2 separate regions of the Sus scrofa genome follow, and region 1 is linked to region 2. Evidence: chromatin contacts called from public HiChIP or PLAC-seq data. All regions are on one chromosome and are shown on one strand. The core of a region is the stretch at or near the end of the contact, and the rest is flanking DNA. Distances in the headings are between cores, read along the strand shown. Region 1 overlaps FNDC3B (fibronectin type III domain-containing protein 3B). Region 2 overlaps FNDC3B (fibronectin type III domain-containing protein 3B).

Region 1 (3,192 bases), core at 568-3,067, 230 kb after region 2:
CTGAATTAGCAGTAGTATGTGTGAGTTACATGTATAGAATTGGCCATGGATATGTTAAGTTCCTCAACAGGAAACAAACCCATTTTGAGGATTCATCTTCCCAAGTACTGAGGACAGCTTTATGAAGATACTAAGTTAATCAAGAAGGAAAACTGACTTGAAAAAATACCTTTGTTTGTTCTCAGTTAGCAGCTACTTATAAACATATTTTACTTTAAAAATTAGTTTCATTTTATGAAAGAAATCAAATACTTTTTATACTTTGATACCAGTTTTCAAATAAGCAAACCCATCCGTATTGACTTTTCTGCTGGAACGTTATTGCATTATGTGTATAAACAGATACCAAAGAGAGGAGAAACCTGATTACTTGTGGAAGTCCTTTGAAAGGTTATTTAATTTGCTCACTCCTGAGGCTTTAGGCCATGCCATACCTAAACCATGCCCAAAAGACTTTTGCTTGACTATATTTAAAAATCTCTGAGTTCCCATTGTGTTTCAGTGGTTAATGAACCCGACTAGTATCCATGAGAATGTGAGTTCGATCCCTGGCCTCACTGAGTGGGTTAAGGATCCCATGTTGTGGTGAGCTGTGGCACAGGTCTCAGACACAGCTCGGATCCTGTGTGGCTGTGGCCGACAGCTGTAGCTCTGATTTGACCTCTAGCCTGGGAACTTCTGTATGGCACAGGTGCAGCCCTAAAAAGCAAAAAAAAAAAAACAAGACAAACAAACAAAAAAAACTCCCCACGATCCTCTATAACTTTTGGGATAGCATTCTTAGAAAGTCTTAAATCAGTATAAAATGTTACTCCATAAGATGAAGTAATTTCATTGCCATTGATTAGCAATTTTGGTGGATCCTTATCCTCAGCAGTCTTGTTACATTTTTAGCTTCTATAGGAATAATTAAAAAATCTATTTAGAGAGGCCTTACTTTATTAGACGGCTTTGAGGGGAAAAGCATGTGGAAAGTAGAAGGCTTTACTCAGGCATAAACACTGGTTTATGTTAACTAACCAGTTAAACACTGGTTTTGTATACTAGCATGCATACTTCTGCTCCCTTATCTCCTGGCTGTTTATAGTGCAGGAGGAATTTGTAAAAGTTTACCAAAAAACTTTATATTGTAAACACATATGGACATCAAAATAGATGAGTCTAATACCACATAACAAATTACCTCAAAACTTAATATCTTAAAGCAGTCACTTTCTTACCTCATGGATTCTGGGTTGGCAATTTGGACAGGGCCCTGGGGGGTTAACTGGTCTGTGTCCCACAAGTTCTGGAGCTTCACCTGGGAGGGTCATTGGCTAGGGGCTGGAACCTTCTGGCAGGGACCTTGCTCACAAGTCTAGCATCACTACTGTCTTGGGTGGGACCTCGTCTCAGGCTCTCTCACACCATGGCAGCCTCAGGGGAGTCAGAATTGCAAAAGTGAGTGTTCCCCCCTTTTCAGACCTAGCCTTAAAAGTCACATACACAGCTTCTCAGATACAGAGGGTTACTCACCCACCTACGTTTAAGGGAAAGGGTTTTGTTCCTCACTGAATGGGGAATCAGAGAATGTTTGGACATGTTTAAAATTGTCACCATGTGACATAGGCTCTCTTGACTCTTTTAGTCCATTCATCTTTTTACCTTTATCTTTGCGTAGCACATATGGTGTTTTAGGTCCTATGCTCTAAGACTGTTAGATCCAAGGTCGTGGACTTTGAAAGTACAACTTAACTCTTTTCCTACCCCTGCTCTCCTCTGAGTGTTCTGGGAAGAGGGGAAGGAAGGCAGATGTGCAGCCAGAGATGTGGTGCTATGACAGACCTCAGACCTCATGCCAGCTCAGCTCTGCTAGCCTGTGAGCCCTGACTCAGTGGTGCTCAAACATGACACCATCAGATGGAAGAGCTCACTGCCTGCTCCTGTAATGGTAAGGAGAGGGAACCCATGAGAAAAACAGCATTCCTGCCAATTAATGTCTCTGTCTCTGTTGTCACCCTTCATGTGTCCTCTTCTGGGTGACTTGCAGGTCAGCGAAGTATTCCCTCCCCTGTTTTTGAAGGGATAATTAACATATTATTTATGATCTTATTTATATTTTTTAATTTATATTTTTTAACTAGAGTAGAAAGATTCAAGTAGGTTATAAAAGGGCAGAAGATAAAATGAGAAAATAGAGACTATATTCCTTAAAATATTTTAAACCTTTTATTTCTATTTTACCCCCAAATTTCATTTAAAAGAGTGAAATAATGTTTGATAGGCATTCCCTTGGGGTGGGGGGGAGGAATATCTTTGTCCCTGAAGTTTATATTAACACATCTTGAAAAATGTTTCCAAGGGTGAGTCACTGTCTGCTGTGTAGCCCCATGAGTTACATTTCACACACTCCCCCACGCTGCCTTCTCTCGCCCCTGCCTCCTAAGACTGGGCGCCTTCATAGTCTGGCAAAAAGCTGGCATTCTTGAGAATGTAGCAGGAACCTTGTGGGACCTAGAAGAATATCTGGACTCTGAGTATTATTAGGACTTGTCATCAAATGTGTGACTCTTCTAGAAAGGGAGTAGGGATGAGAATGGAGCAGGGGCAGATGCCAGTGGAGTGTTTAGTATTCTGGGACTTTCCCCTGAAGGTGGTGCCTCCCTTTATTGTGTGAATCTAGAACCGAAAAGAGGCACTTGTTCACCAAGGATCAGGTAAATGAGACTAACAGACTAGGTCCAGTGAACTCTGTGGTCAGTAGAATTGCGGTGGCATTGGGGACCGGGCTGCCTAAGACAGGCTGGAGGGAATGGAGATGGAGCCAGTCTAGAGGGGTCTAGGATGTAGATAACAGGCAGTGTATTTCTGTTCAATGGTAAGAGAGCTGATAGAAGCAAAGCAGTGAGCTCAGGATGAGGGAAGTACTAATCTGATATCTGCCGTGTGTATAATTCAAATTCAGCTGCTAGCAAATGGAGTGCTTTTCTGGGGAGCAATTTTCACCAGAAGAAGAGGACAAACACCCTGGGGCCCGAGCAGAAAACACTTCCATTTGTCGTAAGGCCCAGGGTGTTGACTGGGTGCTCTCAGACTAGATCTAGGTGTAGGATGATGGCAGATCTGCAAGAACTGAATTCATTTATGCGAAAAAAGGAACACAGCTGCAAAAGGAAGCAATGCAGGCTTGTAATGCCTCACTCCATCCCAGAG
Region 2 (3,025 bases), core at 97-2,596:
GATCCTCCTTAATAATTTTGAATTCTCAAGGTTCTTATCTCTATTATACTAATATGTGAAAAGAGATAGTACAATTTGAAGAAGAGGTACAAATTTTCCCTTACTTTGCTAACTTCTGAAAAAATTACTAGAAATTACAATTATAGGTGTCTATGTATTTTATAGATTTAGAGATAGATGTTATAGTATCAAGCCTCTGTAATTTCTTAGTGTTCTGAAGAGTACATATCTCTGCATGTGTGTATATGTGTGTATGTTTGTTTTAGAGCATCTTAATTTCGGCTCTATGAGACTTCGTTACTATGTTACTACAGTTGAAGGAAATGTAAGAATATATTTGGTACCCATACAGTGTGATACCCAAACTATTAGCATTTTCAAAAAGTTGGCTTTTATTTTAATACATGCACAATTTGTGTTTATTCATCCTGACATGAGTAGTCACCGAAGAGCAATCTTCAAAATTGTGTTGCTTCCAGGAACATCAGCTGGAGTGCTCTGGCATTTCACTGACCTTGCCTTGCAAGGTGGGTGGGGGCAGTGATGAATGGCTTTAGACTGCTTCAGAGAATAAGATTACAGATTGATCGTGGGGTGGGCCAGTTATCTTTGTTCATTTCATGACCTTGGAATGCACCTCTAACCTTAGCTTTTCTCTCAAATGCTTTCACATAGCTATCATCACTGACAGAAAAACCAATGCATATCACAGGTCTCTTTGATAGAGGCTGGTGGTGTCTTCCTGGCAAAGAAGCAACCCTCATATATCACACAGAAGCAGTACAGAAGTGACAGGTCCCCCCATGCAAAAGATCTCTTTAGATATCTCAGCAAACATAGAAGTCTGAATAGACTGAAGCTAAAGGAATGATTTGTTAAATATCAAGGAATTTTTCAAATGTATGAGCCACTATTACTACGTGCCAGGGGTCTATACCAGTAAGTAGCCTGAGGACCTTCTAACAGGTACATACTCTACTGCCTTAAAAAAACAAAACAAAACAAAACAAAAAACTTCCTCAAGTTATTTAACTTCCTTGTACATCGAGTAGTGGAGACAGTTGCACAAGACATATTATTTGGATAAGTGGATTGAATGGAGGAAGTCTGCTTGCCTAGCATGTCTCTTGAGTCTTTGGATGAGAGTCTAGCAGTCCATCACCTTCCTTTCACACTTGAGCATAGCAAGGCCCAGAGGGCTCTTAGTAGAGGTCATTGTGAACTGGAGTAATCTTGAGGTAGCTTTAAGCAGCAGATAAGGCTTGAACCATAGGTGGATGTCCTAGGAAAGAGGAGGAGAGTGACAAGAGCAATGTTTCAGTGGTCACATGCTTCTGGAGAGTTGTGACACCACTTAGGAGGGTGCATTGTGTTGGCAGAATAGGAAATACATTTATAGGCATGGTGACTACAGGATCTGCTTGACTTGAGAAATGTTCTGAGGTACAGCATATAATATTTAGCCTATATACAGTAGTAGAAAATATCTAAGTGATAACTTTAGTGTATTTTATAGCTTTTCTGGGATACTTAGTGAAAATGCTCAGCACCAGCCCTTGTTCAGAGGGAGGCTATTCAGGCCTCCTTCTGGAGTTTCTGATTTAGTAGCTCTGAGGCTCAATTGAGGGATTTGTATTTTTAAACAGCTTTACTGAGAAATAATTTACATCATAAGTTTATTCATTTGAGATGTAAAATTCAATATATTTTTTAAACATATTGGCAAGATTGAATAGCCATCACTACTCGCAAATTCTGGAACATTTTTGTACTTTGTCAAAGAAACCTGTACTACCTATTAGCAGTTACCCCCCCACCCCCGCCCCCATCTTGGTGGCTCCAGCCAATCACCAGTCTACTTTCTGTCTCTAAAAATTCACCTATTACGGACATTTCATAAAAAGGAAGTCATTTAATATGTGTCCTTTTATGACTGGCTTTTCCAGCTTAGCATAATATTTCCACAGTGTATCCATATTCTACCTTGTGTCATACTTCATTCCTTTATACTGCCAAAGAAGTTTCCATTGCGTGGGTATACCATATCTTATTTATTCTAAAGTCGATAGATGTTTGGGTAGTTTCTCCTTTTTTGACATTTATGAGTAACCCTGCTGTGAACATTGGTGAGGAATCTACATTCCTAAACAAGTACCCCACCTGATTCTGTTGCAGTAGTTCCTACGTCATACCTGGAGAAACACTAACTGGAACAGTAAGCTCACTCAGTAGATCCACGGCTTCCACAGAGCAGAGTCCCTCATTCCATATCTCTCATGAGTGCTGCTCTGGCTTCTGCTTGAGGATTCCCTGGTTTGTGAGACCCAGTAGTGGCCTCATAGAAGTGACATTTCGGAAGAAGTTACATAGTCTGTGTGCAGGAGAGGGTGGAGGGAAGCAGGAGGCAAGAGAGAGATGAGAGGAGTTCCTGTTGTGGCTCAGTGGTTAACGAATTCGACAAGGAACCGTGAGGTTGCGGGTTCGATCCCTGGCCTTGCTCAGTGGGTTAAGGATCCGGCATTGCCGCGAGTTGTGGTGTAGGTTGCAGACGCGCGGCTCAGATCCCACGTTACTGTGGCTCTGGCATAGGCCAGTGGCTACAGCTCCGATTTGATCCCTAGCCTGGGAACCTCCATATGCAGTGGGATTGGCCCAAGAAATGGCAAAAAGACAAAAAAAAAAAAAAAAAAAAAAAAAAAAAGAGAGAGAGATAAGAGGCAGCATAAGTGGTTCCAGACATTTCCAGAGTCTAAAAGTGATTTGATTCCTGAACTAAGGTGCTGCTCCTGGTGGTGGTGATAATGGAAAGGAAGAGTCAGAGGTGACAGACTTTATGAAAGGAAGAATCCTTTCAATAGCAGTGATTTTAAAATATTCAACAGTTTATATTTTTAACTGACTCAGACACAGTTATGTCTAATTCTGACCTTATCTATTCCTATCATCCTGTTATTCCAAATAAATGTGTTTTTACCGACTGTTTGAAGAGGAAATCCGGGATAACTAACTGAAGGATATAGTATAA

The links. HiChIP or PLAC-seq counts read pairs in DNA pulled down with a chosen protein or histone mark.
Region 1: a contact with region 2 is called in an H3K27ac HiChIP or PLAC-seq map of alveolar macrophages. The contact joins two enhancer-like sites. A contact is called at or near these places in 2 of 47 Hi-C or Micro-C datasets (embryonic fibroblasts and epiblast stem cells) and 2 of 2 datasets of contacts at active chromatin or transcription factors (alveolar macrophages and skeletal muscle).

Annotation. Positions count from the first base shown.
Region 1 is chr13:110,860,739-110,863,930 of Sscrofa11.1, forward strand. All of the region lies in intron 11 of FNDC3B (fibronectin type III domain-containing protein 3B), which reads left to right. Among named protein-coding and RNA genes, the nearest start is that of GHSR, 130 kb to the right of the region's middle. Within about 2 kb of position 1,818, at least 11 of the 83 cell types and tissues checked have an H3K27ac peak or open chromatin away from gene starts, as enhancers often do. A contact at or near this core is called in alveolar macrophages, where this site is marked.
Region 2 is chr13:110,635,640-110,638,664 of Sscrofa11.1, forward strand. All of the region lies in intron 1 of FNDC3B (fibronectin type III domain-containing protein 3B), which reads left to right. Among named protein-coding and RNA genes, the nearest start is that of FNDC3B, 50 kb to the left of the region's middle. Within about 2 kb of position 1,347, at least 6 of the 83 cell types and tissues checked have an H3K27ac peak or open chromatin away from gene starts, as enhancers often do. A contact at or near this core is called in alveolar macrophages, where this site is marked.